Linked DNA regions of Mus musculus: regions 1 and 2 are each linked to region 3. A link is a contact called in public Micro-C and promoter capture Hi-C data. All regions are on one chromosome and are shown on one strand. Each heading gives the region's core, a stretch centred on a gene start, on an enhancer-like site or on the middle of the called end of the contact. The rest is flanking DNA. Distances are from core to core; before and after follow the strand shown.

What was found. Hi-C and Micro-C count contacts between places; a contact is called where the count stands out from the background. Capture Hi-C pulls out chosen DNA fragments and counts their contacts.
Region 1: a Micro-C map of embryonic stem cells shows a contact between it and region 3, with 2.8 times the contacts expected there. The contact joins the enhancer-like site here to the promoter of Mybl1 in region 3. A contact is called at or near these places in 5 of 484 Hi-C or Micro-C datasets (CD8 T cells, the N1E-115 cell line, double positive thymocytes and 2 more), 1 of 115 datasets of contacts at active chromatin or transcription factors (trophoblast stem cells) and 1 of 9 other capture datasets (adipose tissue).
Region 2: a promoter capture Hi-C map of liver shows a contact between it and region 3. The contact joins the promoter of Vxn here to the promoter of Mybl1 in region 3. A contact is called at or near these places in 8 of 39 promoter capture datasets (the C10 cell line, the HPC-7 cell line, liver and 3 more), 2 of 15 datasets of contacts at CTCF or cohesin (the NIH/3T3 cell line and large pre-B cells), 19 of 484 Hi-C or Micro-C datasets (the AML12 cell line, B cells, the C3H10T1/2 cell line and 14 more), 16 of 115 datasets of contacts at active chromatin or transcription factors (the 230-238 cell line, the NIH/3T3 cell line, bone marrow-derived macrophages and 9 more) and 4 of 9 other capture datasets (adipose tissue, embryonic stem cells, liver and 1 more).

What each region holds. Positions count from the first base shown.
Region 1 is chr1:9,767,528-9,770,711 of GRCm38.p6, reverse strand. 1700034P13Rik (RIKEN cDNA 1700034P13 gene) reads right to left here. Exons shown (of 4, transcript NR_040462.1): 3 at 1-40. Among named protein-coding and RNA genes, the nearest start is that of Gm39590, 7.1 kb to the left of the region's middle. Within about 2 kb of position 1,786, at least 40 of the 459 cell types and tissues checked have an H3K27ac peak or open chromatin away from gene starts, as enhancers often do. A contact at or near this core is called in embryonic stem cells and trophoblast stem cells, where this site is marked.
Region 2 is chr1:9,599,950-9,603,143 of GRCm38.p6, reverse strand. It overlaps Vxn (vexin), which reads right to left and starts at 1,877. Exons shown (of 6, transcript NM_178399.4): 1 at 1,494-1,877. The coding sequence starts at 1,560. All of the region lies in intron 3 of 2610203C22Rik (RIKEN cDNA 2610203C22 gene), which reads left to right.
Region 3 is chr1:9,698,812-9,701,826 of GRCm38.p6, reverse strand. Mybl1 (myeloblastosis oncogene-like 1) reads left to right here and starts at 1,618. Exons shown (of 15, transcript NM_001290397.1): 1 at 1,618-1,892. The coding sequence starts at 1,873.

The sequences.
Region 1 (3,184 bases), core at 537-3,036, 69 kb before region 3:
TTGGAGCGGGGAGGTGTCCTGTGGGCTGGGCTGGGCATCACTGCATGCCCGGGGAAGAAAAAAGGATTTCACATTTAGGGGGTTGATATATAGGCTTGCCAAACATTTTAAAATGAATTAAATGGAGTAAAGATTCACTTATACCTTCCCCTCAACACCAACATAATTTCCACACTGTACAAGACAACATACTGAAATAAAGAGATGAGCAGGGTGTAGTAGTCCACACCTGTAAACCCAGTGCTTGGTGGCAGAGATGTGTATGCTCACAGTTCCAGACCATCCTGTCCTACATAATGGAATTCTAGGTCAGTTAAAGCTACGTATCAAAAAGCCAAAATAGGGGCTGGAGAAGTCGGTGCTTAAAAGTACTTGTCCTACCAGAGGACCCAAGTGCTTTCCCAGTGCCGTTATCAGCACAAGGCTCTGGGAACCCAAGCTCCAGGGGATCCCATACTTTCTTCTGGTGTTCATGGGCACAGGTAAACATGCACGCGCATGTGCGCGCGCGCGCGCGCGCGCACACACACACACACACACACTGTAAATAATAACAGTTTTAAAAGTAATCCAAGTATGGTGACACACACCTGTGTTCCCAAAACTTGGGAGACAGAGCAAAAATATTAGGATTCTTGGCTACACTGTAGTGAAAACTTTGGTTTCTTAAAAAACCCAGTTACATGAATATGTTTTTGGTTAATCCCAGGTGTGGGGTAAGAGGCTGCATATAGCAGGCGATTACGATTTGCCTTGTGTACTAACAGGGCTGTGATTTTTGCCAGCTGCAGATAGTTCAATTCTGGGGATTCCAGAGAAGATACAAATGAGAGACCCCGAGAGGGCCTGTGGGGGTTGCTGCTCTCCTTGCTGCTGTGTTTGCTTCAGTTACTGGTTTGCTGCACTGTTGAATATTCTGACAAGTATTGGGATTGCTCAACGTCCCTATTCAACAGGAAGTGGCCTAGAGTAGTGTGCATTCCCCTTTCTCTCTAACCTTCATTTCCTCCTAACTACTGTGGAGGCGGAAGGGATCAGGGTGGGAAAAAGGTTGGAAGGGAGGCAGAGGTATAAGAATCCAATAAAAGGACAGCCAGGGCTATACAGAGAAACCCTGTCTCGAAAAACCAAAAAAAAAAAAAAATAATAAAAAAAAAATAGTAAATTGATATACCAACACTACACAGCAAGTTCAAGGCCAGCATAGGCTACCCTGTCTCAAACAATGACTTACAAAAAGAATATCTTCAATTGTAACAAAGGATTATTATTTATAATATATAAAGAATTTATTTAAAAAAAAAAAAAGAAACAAAAGCAAATAACCAAGGGGTTGGGAGACAAAGTAGAGAATTGTCTTGGTTAATGCTTTATGCTGGGAAGGGACACCATGACCAAGGCAGTTTATACATTTAAAAAAGGCATTTAATTGGGTGCTTGCTTACTGTTTTAGAGGGAAAGTCCATGACCATCGTGGAGTGTATCAAAGTAGCAGGAGTGGAGGAACTGGGAAGAGTGCGCGCGGGGGGTGGGGAGGGGGCCAGTGGCCACGGGGGCGGGGGGGGGTGGCGGGGAGATAAAGGGGAGTGGAAGAGAACTGGTGTCCAACCAGAGTTCCAGTGCTCTGGGCGGGCAGACTGCTGCACGCTTTCCGCAGCCCAGGGTGGGTGTCTGCCTGTGGGAAGCCACAGAATTCCAGCTCGGCCTGGGGTGGGGGGTGGGGAGTGGGGGCGTGGACAAAGGGCAGCCCTAGGCTCCAGGTTCTCAGCCTTGGGCATTCCATGCTGGATACTACGGAATAGCTGAGAACAGAATGCCTCCCACCCCCAGGGGGTGCGGCTCAGTCAGCTCGGTCAGTCCCAGGGCCAAAGGGAGGAAAGGGCAGGGAGAGAGGGTAGTTCTCACTTGGTGGGGGGTAGTTCCCACTTGGTAGGGGTGGGGAGGTGGGGGCTGTGAGGATGGTAACTACGTGACAGGAGCCAGGTGCTCAGGAGACATGGCTGAACTCTTGCCGTCCCATGCAGGTGGAAATCTCTGGCCATCGGGGCTCTGGGGTTCAAGACCTATGCTTGACTGGAGACCAGGCTGCCAGTGCTCAGCCACTGCCCCTCAAAAGAGCTTACGTCCTAATCCAAGGCAGCAGGCAGAGGGAAACTGAGATTGGGCCTAGCCTGGGCATTTGAAACCTCAAAGCCCTCTCCCAGTGACATACTTCCTCCAACCAAGCCACACCCCCTAATCCTCCCTAGGCAATCCACCAACTGGGAATCAAATATATGAGCCTATGGGCGCGTTCTCATTCAAACCATGGTCAGTACACAAATGCTATTTATGGAATCACATCTTTTGTGGGTGTCATGCTGAAAGGATTAAATCATATTTTAAATATGTATTTTTCCTTGCCCTACTTGTTATTTTGGACAGGTTTTCACTATGTATCCCTGGTTATCCCAGAACCCACTATGTAGACCAGGTTGGCCTTGAACTTGCAGCAATCCTGGCTCTGCCACCTTAGTTCTGGGAACTAAAATAAAATATGCATTAGCTTAATGAAAGAGACATTTGGAGGATAATTCAAATAATAACTGCTACATTCACTCAGGTAGTGACCCGCATGACAGGCCAAAAGCCTGGACACAGTCCTGAGGCGAAAAGTTCACTGAAACTTAGTCTCCTGGAACCGTTGCGAATGGATCTGTGTGCTTCCTTTCAGTATTGTTTTATTATAGGTGCCTCCAAGCAATGACTTGCCAAATACCTAAAGAAAATTGAACTTTGCTTCCTGGCCTTCACCAATGCCCTAGGTAGTCCTTGAGCCGACCCTAGGCTTGGAATTCAGTAAGAATGTTGCCTATTCAGTGACATCTAGATACAGCACACTCCCTTGTGTCAGTATTTGTTTGTCACTTCTCGACGACTCCTGTCCACCTGTTGGGAACCCTGATTTCTTCTGTGGACTGGGGATGGGGGTGGGGGGGCGAGTGAGGCTGGTCCTCGGCAAATAACCACTTGAAATTGAGTAAACAAATTATAGTATATGGTAGAACCCTGAAGTTGGTAGCATATGGGGCTTTATTTGTTCTCAGATTTCTTCAGTTCTGATATTATAATCTTAATTTTAGACTTTTGAAGACAATTCCAAATTAAGGGCATTAAAAGAAATTTGGGCAATGACAGCATTAAT
Region 2 (3,194 bases), core at 628-3,127, 99 kb after region 3:
ACAGTGTGCTGCTCTATGCCCCAGTTGGCCTTGGACCTGACAATTCTCAGCTTTCTTGGGTTATAGATATGAGCCACTCTTCTCAGTGGAAGCAGTCATAATCTTCACTTTCCAAAAATTAACAGTGAGATTAGACCCCTTCTCACCTTCTCCTATCTTCCTTCCACCCTTCTCCAGGGCCACTGACCTCACTGATTTTATAACACATGGGTCCTTCTAGTCTTGTTTGCATGTGTTGCTCCAAAAATGTACCCATAAATACTATGCACAATTATCTTAGAGTTCCAAGTATGCTACTAAGCATAGATTGGTTTTCAGCTTGCTTTTTCTTTCCCCTTCAACACTGATCTATAGGTCTTATGTGGTAGATCAGCGGTATAGCTCTTGCTTACCTTGCATGGACAACTGGTTCACCACTAGCAATGCAACCCCACCCTACCCCCCCAAAAAACCCACAGAAACAAAAGGCAGAGATAAAGTAAATGGAAAGGCCACCTCTATACACACAGATCTAATTCATTCCTCTTCAGAAGGGTTGACTTTCAGAATCTCCAGAGCGAATTTCAACTCCTACACATGGGCACACTCCCAACTTCCCCTTTCCTCCCTTTCCCTCAGTAGTAGATGTTGAGAGCTCAATTTATGTTTAGCTGTTTGCCTGTGCCCAGGCTGAGTCTCCACCCCTGGTAACCCCCCTCAGTATTGGACAGAGGAAGAAAAGAATAGTTTGAATGTGTGCTCCCAGCACTAGCAAACATTCAAACCATTTTAGCCAAATATCACAGTCAAGCCAGGCGTAAGCCTGTGCCACAGCAGGACAAGGGGCTACAGGGTCAGAACAATGGCAAGGTAAAGCTGACTGGATCATCGGCCCTTCCTCAAATTTGGACTCACAAGCCCTTCCCAGGGATCCGCACCAATGGCCAGGACCCAGAGGTTATAACGTCAAGATTCCCTTTTGGTAGTTCCCTTTGTGGTCCTATGGATAAGTCAGCCTGGGGTCAGCTTCATTGCCTTTCTGGGTGTTTGATTGCCTTTCTGGAGTCTTTTCCCTCCCAAGTCAGATGGAGTTGGCTTTGGAACGGCTGATTCTCTCTTCAGAACCTGCCCTTTTTTTTTCCTTTACCGGAGACAATAAGAAAGCTTATTAGGCTGCCCTGGAAATTTTGTTTCCATCGTTGTCTCTTTAACAATCACTTATTGTCCCAGCCTTTGAGCCTGCTGGGTTGTCCGTTTCGAATTAAGTGAAGCAGGAAGGCTATGCTGTCCTCGTCCCCGCCTGAATAGATTGTTTCCCTATGATTGATGTTTATCCTTGTGCCCCTCTTCAGAAAAGGGGGACATCAAATGACATCGACACGAAGAAGCCAGCAGACCTCGGGACCCGAGGGTACCAAGTACTAGTGTACCTTAGTCCGACAGCACCGGGTCACCTCCCGCATAAGATGCCACAATAGGGGACGCCAAGAGCGGTTGTTAGGATTATTACTCACCCTTGGAAGGAATCACCGTGGTGAAAACTTCAATATTCTCATCACTGCAGCTGTAGATCTGATGCATGGTCTCAGCCCCCTGCCCTGCAGGGTGTCCGGGAGCCCGTGGCCTCTCTCTGGAGCCCTAGTCCCAGGGTCTCCTAAGCCAGTCTGGCTCTGTGATCATTGTGCAGGTCCACAAAAGGCAGGCTGCCTGTGCCTCTCATGACAGTCTCACCGCAGCAACATTTCCTAATCCCATCTGTCTTTTTTTTTTTCTTTCTTTCTTTCTTTCTTAAATGACTCCTATTATTGCAAACCTTTGATTGAACACGGAGCCTTCCGTCTCTCCCTCTCAGCTAGGATGTACTTAACAATTTTATTTTCCAGTGTCTGCCGCAGTGAATTTGGAAGTCTTTTGTGAAGTGACGAAGTGAATTCGCCTACTCAGTTAGCGCACAGCTTGGCTGGAGGATTTCACAGAAGAGGAATAGACGAAACGTCAGTTTTGCTATCAGTGTGCCCGGGTCTCATTCCAGAAAGGAAGGGCTTTTTCTCCTCCTCCAGGGGAACAGGATCTTCATTTGTCATATGTTAACTCCGCTCCCTTCAAAGTTTCTATTTTAAATAAAAGGACTGTTTTTTCACCACATATTTTTCTCAATCCACTTTGACAACAAGGCTTACATTTCAGGAGGTGAGAGTTTAGTGTTTCTTTGTACAACCCTACAGGTATGCATAGTCACGCAACAGGCAGTGCACACACCAAGGGACCCGTTTATAGGATAGTTATATTTTATTATCTTCTATATTGGAATGTATTTATTGCCTTATCTTTTTATGTTATATAGTCTATGGGTATGCTATATTTTCCTCATATAATCTTTCCTAATATATACACAAATAAATGTCATGGTAGCTATACATTTCATAAACATATATAAGCATATGCATTTTATCCAATCCCACTACTTTTTATTATGCTACACAGTTTCACACCATAAGACTGATGGAGTGTAATGAAATTAACAGTGACAGCTGCCCTATTAAATATTAGTTACAAGTCATGGAGCTAGCTATATGATATCATTGAGTATCTATAACTAACCAATGGCTCTAGCTAATTATTATTTTACCGTGGTATTCTCAAGAAACTGAAGTATGAAGACTTTAGCTTCTTTAATGATTAAAATAGCTAATTTGCACCAAAATTGGATTTAATCTCTAGATTGACTGAAAAGTTAATAAACTAGCTCCTCAAACTCTCTCTCTCTCTCTCTGTGTGTGTGTGTGTGTGTGTGTGTGTGTGTGTGTGTGTATGATGCTATAGCCCAGGCTGGCCCCAAACTCATAGCCTTCCCAAAGTAGGGATTACGAGTATTTACAACCATGTTCTATTAATTTCTAAAATTTTATTTAATGTGTATGTTTTGCCAGCATAGGACAACAGATCCCCTGAACTGGAGTTACAGGTGATTGTGACCTGCTATGTGGGTGCTGGGAATCAATTCATGGTCTTCTAGAAGAGCAGTTGGTGTTCTTAACCACTGAAACATCTCTCCAGTCTCTTTGTGTTCAATTCTTTAGTCTTGACTTGCCATTCTTTAACCTTGGGTGAACCTAGTTCATCATATTTTAGACATGGAGTTGTGTCTACTGATATTTCTGTACTGGACAAATGTTTGCTCCCTAGGTAGTTTTCAGCACTTCATCTCTTTCTCT
Region 3 (3,015 bases), core at 369-2,868:
TGCACTTACCTTCAAGTTCTAAAACGGTTGTTTGTATAAAGCTGATCATAACCTAAGAATATCAGTTTTGCTTCCTGTTAGAATAAAAATGGAACAATGCATACCCAAGAGTAAATATGCTTCCAAATGACATTTGAAGACTAGGAGGAGCATTCCATCATGTAGCCCTGGTGAAGCTAAGGTAGATCATGAAGAAAGTCTGGGCTCTATACTGAGTTCAAGATCAGCCTGGGGTACATAACAACACCTTGTCTCAAAAATATTAATTTCTAAATTAGTCTCTCTCTTTAGAAGCTACTATGGAACTCAGAAAATAATTTAAAAGTGCTTTTCCTTCCCAAAATATATCTTGAGAAAAAGGAAGTTATTTTTTTTTTAAAAGCGAGTGTGTATCTACCTGGTTGTTTTGAATTGCAAGCTCATCTTGATTTGTATTTGCACCTGTATCTCTGATTTGCAAAAGACGATGCGTACAGTTTCAAAATAGCAAAAAATGTCAGTTTGTAACAACATTGATCTGTGGTTCATCACTCTATGCAGTAGAGCATGGTGTCTTGCAAATTTGGGCTCTTCGCCGTGTCTAATCGCTACTGTAGTTAATAATCTCCTTGTATGCTTCTTTAACCGTGTAACTGTTGAGAAGTTGCAACTGTAAGAGGCCCCTTCCCCTATGCAAGATTTCAGTTACTCCAGCTTTCAGGCGCACCTCCGGGACTCTGGGTTCCCCGCGAAGAGCATCCCGCCCCCTTTGTAGACGGAGTACGAGGTTGAGCTTCTGGAGCACTATCAACCTTTTCCCGTTCCACGCAAGCCTCGAGATAACAACTCCCCACTTATCACACTTTTATTCATCTCTGGGGAAAACAAAAGACACAACAACAGGGTCTTGGCCAGTTTCCTTGTCCTTTCGGCGCAGAACTAACTCACACATGCTTAAGAAAATAACGGCCGCGCAAGTTTCCTGGCTAGAAGGTTAAGTAGATGACCGCGCCCTTAAGTGGCGAGACTCACAGCGCGAACTAGCGCCCGCGAGGTCCTCCCCTGCCCAGGACCCCGACTGTCCCCGCCCCAGAGGCACGCTCCGCACCCCTCCGGAGGTGGCGGCGGCTGGATCGGCCCCGGCGCCTCTTCCGGCACACACCCGGGGCGCAGAAACTCGCCTTCCCAGCAATCTCCGCGCCCCACTGGGTGGCTCACCCCGCGTTCCGTGTCCTGTCACCTCGGCCCGTGAACCGGCCTCGCGCCTCCCCCATCCCGCCCCGCCCCTCCCCCGGCTCCACGGCGCTCCGGGACTCCCGCGAGTTCCAATCCTGGCTTCTAGCCCCGCCGGCCCCGCCCTCTGCCGCGCGCGCCCTCGCCGCCCCGCCCCCGCCCCCCTGCGCGCGGCCGCCCCAGCCAATGAGGTTCGGGGCCGCGTGCGCAGATTCAAACGGCGGCTCTTGAGGGAGGCTGGGCGCGAGATTCGGCGGTGCGGACAAAACCCTGCAGGAGGCTGCGAGTGCTGCAGTGCTGCTCGCTGCGGGGAGAGGGCGGGGGTCGGCGCCCGTGACGGAGCGGCGCAGGGCCGGCAGCTCTGAGGCGGAGGCGGCGGCGGCGGGCGGGGCGGCGGCGGGCGGGAGCACGCCTCCTGACATGTCCAGGGCATCCCTGGCCGGGCCCGGCCGCGGCTAGGAGCAGTGGGTCTTGGTCCGCCCCTCTGTCCCTCAGTCCCGCCTGGCCCTGACCTGACCGGGCCTGCTTTCCGCTCTCGGTCACCTGAGGGAAGGAGTTGGGGAAGCGGCGGGTGGGTCTCGGAGAGGGAGCATTGGCCCCAGGCTGGAGGAGGCTGACCCCGCGTCCCCGCCCAGCCCGCGCCTATGCGGTACTTGAAGGATGGCGAAGAGGTCGCGCAGGTGGGTGCCATCCCCTCGGACCCGGCCTAGCGGCCCTGTCTCGACTCTTGCTCTCTGTCCTTTCCTGCTGGTCCCCACTTAGGCCCTCTCGAGCCTGGGGGGCATAGGTTTTCCTGTTCGGTGGGTGTCCCACACCCGCTTCGGCCGCGCTGGCCTGAGAGCATCTATCATTATTAGACTCCATCATTATTAGACGACTGTGTGTAGGACTCTCTCTAACAAATGCTCAGGTTGCTGCATTGACGGATTCTCCCACAGCTCACGCCCAGACTTCTAACTTCTCACAGCCACTTTCAGGGAGGTTTCTTGCCAGGTAAGTTTGCCCACTGTCAGGGGATACGCCACGCCAGGGGAAGCGGTTGTGTTTGCCTGGATGACTTGAAATGGGGTTCTCTCCTCTGACTTAATCGTGCCAAATCAAAACAGATCTCCTTGACAAACCTGGGCGGGCACGGTTCTGGGAAATCTTGAGAAGGGAATTCGCTAAATCTCCCTTGTGCGCACTGCTCTTCTGAGCTTTTCTTTTTCTTAGTATCTTCTGAGGACATTGTTACGTTGTTACTATCGAGTAAACTTGATCCTAAACCAATGTGTCTTAGTTACTTTGTATCTCAAGTATTCATGTTTGATTCTGATTGTATCGGCATTGTAACAAGTAGGACACAATGTTGTTGTTGTAGAAAGATGTGCTAGGATGTCTTTATGCACCTAACTTTTATTTTATGCTATTGTAATAGCTACTCCTAAATTGTGTGGCATAATCAGATGACAAAAAAATCTAGTGTCTCGATTTTCAGTATTAAGGAAACCTGAAAAGTATTTCTCAGAATTTCCATTTATCTAGATACACAGCTTCAAAATCTAAGAGTCATATTCCCTGAGCTGAAATTTAGTACTGAGAGTCATTCATTGCAGAGTTTGATTTAAAATAACTACGCATAAAATACTTGGCTTTATTCATATATTCTTCTATATGTAGGTTGGTTCTGCAGATATCAACATAAATTTAATTATGACATAATTACTTTATATAAAGTGGCTGCAGAATAGATTGAACATTGAAGTGGAACAAGTGTGCATATACGCATACACCCACAGGCACACTACCTTGGTCTTTTATCAT